2 separate regions of the Mus musculus genome follow, and region 2 is linked to region 1. The links are chromatin contacts, called in public Hi-C maps. All regions are on one chromosome and are shown on one strand. The core of a region is the stretch at or near the end of the contact, and the rest is flanking DNA. Distances in the headings are between cores, read along the strand shown. Region 1 holds the start of Pak2 (p21 (RAC1) activated kinase 2). Region 2 overlaps Pak2 (p21 (RAC1) activated kinase 2).

The links. A called contact is a pair of places that touch in the nucleus more often than the background predicts.
Region 2: a Hi-C map of rod photoreceptor shows a contact between it and region 1, with 2.2 times the contacts expected there. The contact joins the enhancer-like site here to the promoter of Pak2 in region 1. A contact is called at or near these places in 3 of 39 promoter capture datasets (embryonic stem cells and hippocampal neurons), 1 of 15 datasets of contacts at CTCF or cohesin (CD8 T cells), 6 of 484 Hi-C or Micro-C datasets (the N1E-115 cell line, bone marrow-derived macrophages, brown adipocytes and 3 more), 12 of 115 datasets of contacts at active chromatin or transcription factors (the 230-238 cell line, CD8 T cells, the SCID.adh cell line and 6 more) and 4 of 9 other capture datasets (adipose tissue, embryonic stem cells, liver and 1 more).

Annotation. Positions count from the first base shown.
Region 1 is chr16:32,077,189-32,080,651 of GRCm38.p6, forward strand. Pak2 (p21 (RAC1) activated kinase 2) reads right to left here and starts at 2,154. Exons shown (of 15, transcript NM_177326.3): 1 at 1,900-2,154.
Region 2 is chr16:32,019,315-32,022,683 of GRCm38.p6, forward strand. It overlaps Pak2 (p21 (RAC1) activated kinase 2), which reads right to left. Exons shown (of 15, transcript NM_177326.3): 14 at 2,460-2,597; 15 at 1-952. The coding sequence ends at 866. Among named protein-coding and RNA genes, the nearest start is that of Senp5, 18 kb to the left of the region's middle. Within about 2 kb of position 1,802, at least 4 of the 459 cell types and tissues checked have an H3K27ac peak or open chromatin away from gene starts, as enhancers often do. A contact at or near this core is called in rod photoreceptor, where this site is marked.

The DNA of each region.
Region 1 (3,463 bases), core at 904-3,403:
CAAATGAGATATTCTGCAGGCACAGGCTTGCAATCCCAGCTACTAGGGAGGTTGAGAAGAAAACCCCAGTTCAAGGCTTACCTGGTAGGGAAGAGATTCAATACCAGCCTGGGAAACAGTGAGACTGTCTGCACAGAGAAGAGAGGGCTGGGCTTGTAACTCAGTGCTGCAAAGAACACTTGCCTAGCATCACAGGGAGGTCTGCGGTTCAATCCGGTACAAGGGGTTAAAAAGGAGAAAGAAACAGCAGAAACTAACTTCAAGGTACTTTTTCATTCCCTGACATTCCTCCCTAGTGTCAAGACAACTCACTAACCTAAGAACAACCCACAGTACCAAAGGATGGCAGTACTTGATACTAATCCATTTCCCCCATAGCCTGGCAGAGGGAAAGGTAATAATGTACTAGTGAAAACAAGAAGAAAACATTTTTAATTTTGGGCAACCTCTTTTACCAAAACCCAAAAGTTACATTTTCTATCTATCTAAGCAACAATATAAAATTCAGTTTCCCTGATGTAAATGTACAATAGTGTTCCTGGCTAATTAATCTCTAGAAAGACCTAAAAAGAGAGGCTACCAAATATGTTGGCTAACACGTGTAATCCCAGCACACAAGGCTGAGACAGGAAGAGTGTCACAACAGCCTGAGCTGGAATGAGGCCCTGTCTAGGAAAGGCAGAGGATGGGTATAAAAGTATACGAAAAAGGCTTCCTTCACACACACACACACACACCCCAACTGAAGAACTGGGGTAGAGACAAGCAAGAATGTTCTACAAATGCCACAGAGCTTCTGGCAAAGTTGACGTGCCCTAACCTGTTTTAAAAATTACTACTCACTGCCTTCATCCCAACCTAATTTTATTCATACTATTCTTTTGGATAGCTCTACCAAAAAAAAAAAAAAAAAAATCCCCAGAGCAAATTCTTGTGTATTTATTTCAATATCCTGCCTACTTTATAAGAGCGGAAGAGTCGAATACAGCAGGGGAAAAACGTGACGTGCACAACCTTCACCCAAAACACAGCTCAGCTCGTCGTTGTCTAATTTTGGGCCTAACCGGTTTGGTTGTCTTTTTTTAAAAGGTTAGAAACGAAAAGCTGGAAAATCTACAGGTCACTTGTAAAGAAGAACCTGGCGGCTATCGATGGGAGTTGGTGATTTGTCAAAGAGGAAACAAATCTCACTTCCACTCTACCTAGTTCTATTAAGACAGGGGATGGAGAGAGCCTCCTTCCCATCAAGCCACAATGGCAATTATTTAACACACTTCTGTCTTGGACGACTTGATCTAGAACTAATCAAAAGGCTGAGTCCATTAAGTTATTTGCAGCAACTTTTTTTTTTTCTTGTGAGGGCGCGCGTGTTTCAGACAGCCAAACATGGTGAAAAGCCAACCTCAGCCCAAGTTAACCTTAAGAAGCAAATATTCACCTCCTGGCTAAAGATCAAGCAAAAACCGTAAGATCCTTAACTTCTGTTCTTAAACGCAGGCTCCCAGAGCCCGGCAAAAACTTTTTCCTAATGTGGAGGAGGAGGAAGAGTTTACACACTGAACTTAAGGAGCTCGCGACAGGATTCCCGAGCGACGAGACTGCAGAGAACGCAGCTGGTAAAGGAGGGAACATCCAGGAACAAACCCGAGTCGTCCGGTGCAGCGCCGGCGGGAGAGAAGGGCAAGGACGGCCGGAGTGGCCAGGGTCCCCACAGCCCAGCAAGCTTCCTCTCGGCCGAAGCTTAGAGCCAGGGCGCAGACAATGAGCCACCGCCCGGAGCCGCGGGCCCGCCCGCAGGTGCTGGCGTCCCGGGCCGCTGGGCCCAGGCCGCGGAGGCGGGAGGAGGGCGGCGGCTCGGCCCGGCCCGGCCCGGCCCGGGCGAGCGGCAACCGCACTTACCAGAGAGGAAAGGTCTCCGCCCGACCCAGGGCGGGCTGCTTGGCCGACGCGGGCGAGCACTGCGCTGGGGCGCTGAGAGGGAGGAGGGCAGGGCGGAGGGGAGCGGCGCGGGGCGCGGCCGTCGCTACCGAGGCCGTGAGGCGCAGAACCCCTTGGGCCAGGGAGGGGAGGGCAGGAGCCTTCGGCAATGGCGACGGCCCGGGCCGGAGGGGAAGCGGAACAACCGCTGCCGCTGCGCGTGGCCACAACCCTGGGGGAGGGCGGCGGCGGGGGCGCGGGGCGGGGCCGTAAGACAGCCCCGCCCTGAAAGTGGCGTCATGACCCGAGGGGCGGGCTTTCACAGGGCGGCTGGGAACCGTAGTCTAGTCATCTGTTAGGGAGACTCAGGACAGTGGGCGTTACAGAGAAAACCTGTCCCTCATTTATCAGCATTCTGCATTGTCTGCAGTTACGGTTTACCTACTGACAAAGCTGACGGAGAACAGCTGATCCAAACATATTTGTGTGTAGAGGGTCTTTGTTTCTGAGAATGTATCCATTCACCAATTGGTGTTTTGTGGGGAGGGATGGCTTTTCGAGTCCTGGCTGTCCTGGAACTCACTCTGTAGTCCAGGCTGACTTTGAACTAGAGATCCTCCTGCTTCTGCCTCCTGAAGAGGTACTGCCCAGCTCACTTTGTTTTTTGGTTTGGTTTGGTTTGGTTTGGTTTTTTGGAGGCAGGGTTTCTCTGTATAGCCCTGGCTGTCCTGGAACTCACTTTGAAGACCAGGCTGGCCTCGATTAAAGGAATGCGACGCCACCGCTTTTTTTTTTCCTACAAATTTAACCAGATTAAGTTGAATCAGATTATGCTGCTAAATTAGGTCCTCCCTCTTTGCAAAACAAAGATTTTTTTATTTTTCTGTATTTTATCAATGGAGGAGTTAATTCATGTATTCTTATTCCACAACTATGTCAATATCTAATATCTACAAAAGACCATTTAGGTACCAGAAATGAACATGCTTCACCTAGTCTTTGTAAAGGTTAAAAACATGAAAACGGTGGTGGCGCACGCCTTTAATCCCAGAACTCGGGAGGCAGAGGCAGGCAGATTTCTGAGTTCGAGGCCAGACTGGTCTACAGAGTGAGTTCCAGGAAAGCCAGGGCTATACAGAGAAACCCTGTCTCAGAAAAAAAACAACCAAAAAAACGTATGAAAACATAAAAACCAAAACACTGATACCTGTTACAAGGTGGGGAAAAAGCTGAGGGATTACCGTGGACAGAGTGGACAGAGAAGGTGGCAGTTAAAACAGAAAAAGGAACTCGGAAGAACTGAGGGGAAAGGATTACAAGTAGGAAGAGGATTGCCACGGTCAGTGAGAGATGAAGGCTAGGCTCACAACCAAAACCACAAGACTTATGTAGCTGCACCTTGGTGTAAGATGGGTATATTAGAAAGTACTGTAGTAGTTGGGCGAGGTGGCATACTCCTTTAATCCTAGCACTTGGGAGGCAGAGGCAGGCGAATTTCTGAGTTCGAGGCCAGCCTGGTCTACAAAGTGAGTTTCAGGACCGCCAG
Region 2 (3,369 bases), core at 552-3,051, 58 kb before region 1:
CACAGGAAGGGAGTGGCACCAAAGTCACACAGCCCGCGTCAACAAGCGCAGATCACTTTGGTTCCTAAAGCCAAATATGAGGAGAAACAGGCAGAGAAAGACTACAAAATGGTGAGAATATACAGTCAGTGGGATTTTTCTTCTCTGTATCAATGATTTAGTTATAAATATAGATTATTAGTCCTCTTTCTATACATGTAACAAATGTCAAACTTACTACCACAAAATTTCTAAAGCTGACTCTTTCACATTTGTTAAAAAAGGTAAAAATCACATACTTTCCCCCTTTCAGTTTAGGCTCTGAACTGAAACACTCCGCACACCAGCCGGTCCTGACTTCTATAGGAAGCTAAGCATGTCAAGCTCCTTTCCCAATGTAAAGAGCTACATCAATCATTTTATCACATCTGCCTTGCATTTAGGCATAAGAAAAACTCCGAACGACAACTTAAAAGGAAAGGGTTAGAGGAAGGGAAGGTCACGAAGGAGAGAAGATCAGCAGATGAAATACTCAGAAAAACTTGAATCTGACATTCAAGTATGGGAAATCCCCCAGGGGAGACAGGAACAGGATCTGCCATACTAAAAGTCATCACACAGTATGCGAACGTCAAGCGCGGTCTGCGGGACATGTAAGGCTAGTGATGCAGTCCACCGTTCCTCTTGGACCCTAAAGCAGGGGCTCATTTCAAAGTCATAGCTCTCTTACTGCAATTTTCTCTTGGTCATCTTTAGAAAATAATAGTTTTTTTTTTCCTCCATGTGATGCAGACTGTCTCTTTACACCCCTCAGAGTAACAATTTCATGTATTAAAAGACTTCTTTTAAAAAATGGATAAGGGAATAGGAGGCCTCGGTGACGATGTTAGCGGTTACTCTTCATTGCTTCTTTAGCTGCCAGGATCAGTGGCGTCAAGCTAGACAATGGTTTGGCCAGTTTCAGGAAAGGATGCTGCCAAATGGAAGGGAGAGAGAAAGCTTAGAGGTGTTTCTCATTTAGAAACTCTAGCCCCCAAATTACCTCTGGATCATTTAACAAACTAAAGCCCTCACACGCGGCACATCACTTTTACAGCCCCAGGAGGGGTGGTTTGTGTGTGGTGAATGAGCTTGTTTGTGGCTGTATGCTCTCATCTTATCTGTGTGCATCTGTGGAGACCAGAGGTCGCCAGGAGCTCTCCTCTGACACTCTCCTCTGTCACTCTTCCCCGTATTTCCTGATTAGGCTGACCAAACAAGCCCCGGGGGTCTGTCTATTCCCTCAGCACGAGGGTTTATAAACATATATAGCCACACTTAGCTTCTTATGTGGGTGCTAGGGATGGAAACTCAAGTCCTCAAGTGTGTAGCAGGTACTTGATCAACCAAGACATCTCCCAGCCCTGGTTTTGGCTTTCTGAGCTAAGGTGTATATAACTTATCCTGGCCTCTAACTCACAGCAATCTTCTTGCTTATTACCTAAAAAATTACCCCCCCTTTTCTCCCTCCTTCTCCTTCTGTTCTTCCTCCTCCTCCTCCTCACTCCCTCTCTTTCTACTTGTCCATTTTTTGAGACAAGTTTTCTCTGTGTAGCTCTGGCTGTCCTTGAACTCAAAGATCCTTAAGTGCAGGATTAAAGGTATGCACCATTACACCTGGATCCTTTTTATTTTCTTCAATTACATTTATTTAGTGTGCAACTGTGTTTATGTGTGTGTGTGTGGGGGGGCAGGTTCTAGGGATCAAGTCTAGGCATGCAGGCTTAGTGGCAAGTACTTTTACCCAGAGAACCATTTAACTAATACCAAGTAAGCTGCTAGCTGCTTACCATCTACAGACTTAAGGGGCCGGAGAGATCCCTCAGAAGGCAGAGCGGGTGCCTTATCTGCATAGAGCCCTGGGCTCAATCCCTAGCACTGCCTAGGCAGGACGCTCAAGATCATTCCCTGTCTTTAAGCACACAGTGAGCTGTAGGCCAGCTTGGGCCACATATAAAGAAACGAATAAAGAAACAAAAATTAGTTCTTCAGAGTTAATAGTCATAAGTATACTCATGACAGAAATGAACAGGTCCAAGAGTGATTAATTATAGAAACTTACTACTATGATAAAAACAAATTATGGAATTAAACATACTTTTTTAAGGGCCAAAGAGATGGTTCAGCAGATAAAGGCCCTCGCTAACAAGTCTGATGACCTGCATCTCTGAGACCTACGTGCTGGAAGGAGAGCATCAACTCTTGCAAGTCTCCTTCATGCAAGTCTGTATGCGCACATGCACACACACACACACACACACACACACACACGCATACATATACACACACACACTCATACACACACAGAGTTAAATTCTGAAACAAACTTTACTAGCATAAGTGAAAGCCTAAACTGCAGTAGCTGTTGGACTCCTGGCAGGTAAACAGGGAGGCATCAGCTGCACCAAGGGCCTCCCCAAAGCCACCGTCACCAAGCTGACCTGTAACAGTTCCTTGGCCGAACCCCTTTTCTCCACATCCATTTCCAAACACCGATTTAAGAAATCCCGAAATATTGGGGAAAGTTTTTCTGGATTCTGAAGTTCAGGAGTTCCATTTGTAGCTATCAGGTATAATGCCTAAAAATAGAACATTTTGGCATATTAAGGTCTCTCACAAAATGACAGTGAATCAAGACTCACCCTCTGGCCTCTCTAAGCCTGTCCTCTCCAGTGGCAGTTTTGTATTTCCATATGTAGGGACCAGAGGCCAAGGGATTTAGCTCCTCACTGCTCGCCGAGACCTTCAGGACCCACCTAACTCACGTGCCCAACAGCATATGGCTTTCTTCTTGTTTCAGTGCTGAGGATGTACAGGCGACCCTTTCTCACTCCATCACAAGAGTTTGTTGCGCTGGGATCTCTAACACTACTCCTGTCCCAATCTGTGGTAATTTCAGCAGCTACAGTGAAGGAGTCACATTCCCCGACTGACACTGGTACCTGCAGTAACAAAGATCTAACCTTTCCTCTGTCCTTGGAATATAGTGGCCAAGGTTCATCTGTGAGACCCTACTTGCTATACACAGGTACCTAAATGTGTAAGAAAAGGCATCAAATGGCTGATATGTGACTGAATCAAGGGTTCTTCCTTAGCATTCATGATGCCGTGGGGTCAGTTCTCAGCACCACATACTACTGTGTGGTACACACATCGATAGTTCCAGAACTTGGGAAGCAGAGGTAGGAAAATCAGAAATTCAAGGTCATTTACAGCTACAAAGCACCCACACACATTGTAACCAAAAAGAAAAAGCAATACAACACTTAAATACAGAAAAAGAAAGAGATTAGATTTTATCAGCCATATATAGTCAAAATTCTGGTACAGTGGTTGACACAAGCAAGTGCA